Regions from separate parts of the Capsicum annuum genome. Here region 2 is linked to region 1. The links are chromatin contacts, called in public Hi-C maps. All regions are on one chromosome and are shown on one strand. Each heading gives the region's core, a stretch centred on a gene start, on an enhancer-like site or on the middle of the called end of the contact. The rest is flanking DNA. Distances are from core to core; before and after follow the strand shown.

The links. A called contact is a pair of places that touch in the nucleus more often than the background predicts.
Region 2: a Hi-C map of leaf shows a contact between it and region 1, with 2.3 times the contacts expected there. The contact joins two enhancer-like sites. A contact is called at or near these places in 2 of 5 Hi-C or Micro-C datasets (leaf and placenta).

The regions. Positions count from the first base shown.
Region 1 is chr8:83,801,359-83,803,990 of UCD10Xv1.1, reverse strand. No RefSeq gene overlaps it. Among protein-coding and RNA genes, the nearest start is that of LOC107838939, 5.1 kb to the right of the region's middle. Within about 2 kb of position 1,325, at least 1 of the 5 cell types and tissues checked has an H3K27ac peak or open chromatin away from gene starts, as enhancers often do. A contact at or near this core is called in leaf, where this site is marked.
Region 2 is chr8:84,054,831-84,057,462 of UCD10Xv1.1, reverse strand. It overlaps LOC107838938 (a long non-coding RNA gene), which reads left to right. Exons shown (of 9, transcript XR_001664906.2): 7 at 1-21; 8 at 130-363; 9 at 1,252-1,763. Among protein-coding and RNA genes, the nearest start is that of LOC107838938, 6.3 kb to the left of the region's middle. Within about 2 kb of position 1,327, at least 3 of the 5 cell types and tissues checked have an H3K27ac peak or open chromatin away from gene starts, as enhancers often do. A contact at or near this core is called in leaf, where this site is marked.

The sequences.
Region 1 (2,632 bases), core at 76-2,575:
GTTGGGAAATCACCAAGGATTTTTCGTTACTAAGCTCGTCATCATAGATTGGTTTCTCTTTTTGGTCAACCTTTTCTTGAAAAGTGGGCAAGGAAGTTGTATTTTCAAGGCTTGTCTCCTTGCTAATTTCCTCTATCTTGACAATTTCCCTTCCAAATGCCTTATTGAATTGATGTATGTCTTGCACATTCTCCCCCATTGTAGTTACCCAGTCCAAAATAGTTTGAAGCATTGCTTCAAAACTATTGGACCCAGTATGTTGCTCTTCCTTCTTCTCATCATCATAAGACCTATCAAACTCATAAGATGACCTAGCATTTCAATTAGAATAACAAGGGGAGGGGGAATTTGGGAAATCACTCCAATATCCATCTTGACCACCACATAAACAACAATCATACCCTAATATGATTGAGATGATGATTCCATCTCTCTCCCAGGAGCATATCTACAATCTCCCCAAAGGTGGATCTATCACAATATGGACATAGATAATCAAGATAGGGCTTCGAACTACCAAAATCATAGTATTCTCGAGATGCCATAGAGAAGACTATACAAAAATAAAAAATCTAATATATAAAATCCTACTGAATGGGCAACCTAAAGGCTATTTTAGATCCTACATGGGTTTGAAATAGTGAGATCCTTTATCTCCTTCCCTCACTGGAGGAGGAGTTTAAGATGTTTTCCATACCAAGGGGAAGCCCAAAAATCAATCACCTTGGTTTTGAAGATGATGTAATCATATTATGCAAGACTGATTTAGGCACACTACAAAGAGTCACATTAACTTTAGAGATGTATGAGCTTGTATTAGGGAAAAAGATTTATAAGGAGAAGAGTGCAATATATTTGCATAAAGGTGTTTCCTAAGGAATAGTAGTGATGACAAAGGTAGCTACAGGTATTCTAAGAAAACATTTTCCTTTTACTTACCTTGGATGTCCTACTTTTCACAAGAGGAAGAAGAAGGATTACTATCAACATATCATGAACAGGAAAAGTAGTACGCTGCAAGGATGGAAGGGAATGATACTATCATATAGAGGGAGAGCCATACTAATCAAGAATGTCTTGCAAAGTATACATGTCCATTGCCAATCAGTCGTGAATCCACCTATGAATGTGATGACTACTATTCAGAAAATGCTAGCTTAATTTTTGTGGACTAATCATATAGAAGGAAGGAGTAGACATTGAGTAAGATGGAAAAATTTATGCCTACCAGAGAAAGAAGGTAAGACTTGGATTTAGATTGCTACAGGATATGGTTATGGCTCTCTTTTGAAAGTTTTGGTGGAATTTCTGAACAAAAGAGTCTATTTGGAGCACTTATGCAAAGTAAGTACTGCAAAAGAGAGCACCCTAATATGGTGATGTGGAAAACTGGTTCAGGATCACAAGAATGGAAAAAGATATCACAGGCCAGGTACTTAGTAGAACACCAAATATTATGGCAAACTAGAATAGGTATTTCTAGTATATGGTTTTATAATTGGACAACTTACAGGAGACTTATACACAAAAAATTAGGATTGCAGAGAATCGGATGACAGATAACAATGTGTTGACTGATTTAATGCTAAACGGAAATTGTAATGATCACTTGATCGCTGAGATATTTCCAAATGAATTTGGATAAAATAAAATATCCAGTCATTACTGTTTTGCGAAAATTTTGACTTTTTAGAAGAGTCGCCACTTAATTTTGAAAAAGAATTAATAAACCTTTATAAATACTTTAAACGATCCAAAACAGAAAAATCGTTTAAGTTTGAAAGATTCTGAGTAAGCGGTTCCTATTAACACTTTAGAAAGGTATTAGACACCTAAAACACCTGCTAGCTTGCGGTTATCCAAACTATTTGAAAAAAATATCTTTTGATCAACTTTGAAAAGATTGATTTGTTGAAAATGATCTATTTTTCAGAAAAGACTAGTATAAAATAGATTTAGGCTAGAGATTTCAACTAAGTCTAAACAGAACTAATAAACAAATAAACACATGAAAAGGGGAAGGGAGGAGAAAGTAAAAGATATTAGGCCATTGGACCCAAATCAATGAGACTTATCCTAGTCTAATTAGACTTTCGACCCATTTCACCTGTCCTAATCTAGTTTTCGAACCTTTGGCTTGAGCTCGTTCCACTTGTATTTGTTTACAAATTTGGCTTCGATGCCCAAACGAATAACTAAAGAAATAAATAAATAAATAAATACGACAACAATAAATAAATAACAACAAAGAAATAAACAGAAATGAGGCTCGGGTTTCATCGTCGCTTCAAGAATGGGACTTTAACCCATTTCCCTTCTTTCAATTCCTTGTATCCATATGCTATGTAACCGACTTTGGATTTCTTTTTGGGCTTGACCCGATAGGCATAGTGGGCCCCAATGGCCCATTTAGATGCAAAGGGAAAGAGCCCATTGGGGCTCCGAAATGGATTTACATGCAAAGATAGAAGAAATAAAATACATTAACATATATTCGACAAAGTAAGAAGAAAGGAAAAGTAAAGGAAATCAATGCATGCTCAACCAAAGTAGGAAACTAGAATGGTTAATACATGGTTAATAGGAGGAGAAAAAAATGATAATTAAGACGTGATCAACAAAGAAAGAAATA
Region 2 (2,632 bases), core at 78-2,577, 250 kb before region 1:
ATCTCCTTCAAAGAAGTAGGGGTAAGGGCTACATATGTACACTCTATTCTCCCTAAATCTTACTTTATGTGATTACATGGGACATGTTGTTGTTATCATAGATTTGATGATCCAATGCCTCTAATACAGGATGCTGGAACATGAAAATGGATCAAGAAAACAACTTGGTAGAAGATTGACATGAAATCCTTGGCAGAATCACTGAGATATCACATGAAGAGAGACGTCAAAATTTTGACTGTGAATGACGGAGGCGTTGTTTACTATTGAAGCAGAACGGTGACTGGAAATTATTTGTATCATACTACAGAGGTGTTCAGTGATGAAAATCCAAATGGTTCCATTGTTCTGTGAACAATTCTGGTAAGTGTTTAGAAACTTTTCTAGAAGTATTATTGTAATTGCAAATACTCATGATTGATTTCATATATTAGCAAAATTAATGCATGCACAACCTACTGCTTTTCTACATTCTTATTATTTCGCATTTTTTTTAATGTTATAAAGTGTGTTTCTTTGTTTTTCCCCTTCTGCATTCGGAAAGAGCTAAAGTAGTAATTCTTATTTGGGATTTTAGAAAAAGATGTGTAAAGTGCTTTGTTCTGATCATTCTGGTGATTTTCTCAAACATGTTGATATGCAAATCAATATTCTTGGTGTCTATGTTGCTCGGACTCTTTCGATCTGTTATAGGATGTGGATCCTCTAAAATTAGTATACCTCTGGAGGATCCAACACAGTTGTGGTAATATTTTTTTAGAGTTTGAACAACATATCTTGGTGTAACCTTTTTTTGCTTTTTTCTTCTTAAAAATTGCATTTTTCATATCATTGTATATTTATTGTTTGCAATATTATAATATGAAATAAGCAAAGTCACAGATTACTCAAACATAAAGTTTATAGGATACCTGAGAAGTTTGTGAAGTAGTGATTTACTTGTATGTAATTGATAGTTGAGATTTACGCAAATTAAAGTTTGTGGCCTTAAATTAAAGTTGTGTCAAATGTACCAAAATACCCTTTAATCTTGTGGTCCTAAACATGCCATGTGGAAAGTTGAAATTAAAGTATTGCCAAAAAAGGAAAGGAGTATTCTTTTTTAAACGTACTAAAAAGGAAAGTAGGTCATTCTTTTTCAAACGGAGGGAGTAATACAAATACAAAGTAAAAAATCTAAAACTCTCAACACTTAGTCTTTGATAAAAATAATAATCAAGCCCATTTCAACGTCAGCGTCCTCTTTTACAGTCACTGTCCAGACCCAAGGTGGATGCTGCATCTGTATTTGCTCGATGGCTTATTTCTGAGTTCTTGGAGTGTCCTCTAGTATGTATGATTAATAATGTGCAAGTAATGAACAAGTGGCAGGAGGTGCTTATAGTGTCGTCGTCGTGTTATTGACGTTTTGTCGACTCTAATCTATGTTTGAGGGGAAAACTCGAATAACCGGGGGACCTATGCTAGCAAGGCAACAACCATAGATGACTTGTGTGCGTAACTGATGAACTTTAAGCTATTACACATTATATTTTCAGGGATTGTATCTTCTTGTTTAATCATATTTGATAGGAATATGTTGACCTTTTTGTTTGAGAATTAATACTCTGCGAATCATTGTCCCATTAGTTGAAGAGGTTTCTCCATTGTGGTGTAATTGTGATTACCAAAAAGTATTAAGGACTATCCTATAAAGCTTGGAGGATGTTCGAATAATCTATTTCTCGAAATATGCTAATTTGATATGTTAATCTTTTGTTAAACCATGTGGAATCAACTTTATTAGAACTATGATAAATACTATGTATAGAACTTGCGGTATGTATCTTGCAACTCGCAACTTGCGGAATATTACATGTGGAATCAACTTGGAATATTAGATGTGTGGGTCTATTTTGCAAGGTTCAGTCAGATCTTGTAACCTTTTTCGATGGAAAATACTTTCAAGTAGTTTTATGTTTTAATATATTTATGTTTTACAACCTTATAATTCGAATTGAAATCAATCTAACGTATCGGACATAATCAATTCTTAATGTTGGGCCTGTACTGTCATGGGCCGTGCTCCTCTAGTAGTCACATAACATATGATGATACTGTTACAAGACGTATAATTCAATTCCATGTCAATTTGGATTGTGTTTATAAAATAATATGTCTAACCGGTCATCTTCTAATAAATATGACATCAAACTATTGTAATTACATGAGCACTTTTTCCTCATATCTTCTAATAAATATGACATCAAACTATTGTAATTACATGAGCACTTTTTCCTCATATGTTAATAATTTGAGAATTTTCTGATTATTAAATATTAGTATTAGTATTCATGCGACGTACGAATAATATTTAACAAAAATAAATTTGCAAATTTATCAAATAAATAAATGGGCATAAAATTTTTCTCTGTGTCAACCAACCAAGACTATTGAAGTGTGGTTCCGTTGAGGTTGATGATTATCCATCGTTTAACATCATCAGTTGTTTGAGAGTGAATATTGTTGGTGATTCAAAGTGTTGTACTCAACTTTTTTAGGTCATTTTCACGAGTTTTATTCAACTTACTTCACATTTCATGGATTATTACTTTAAACTTTTTTTTTTTAATACCAAATAGGAATCCAAAAT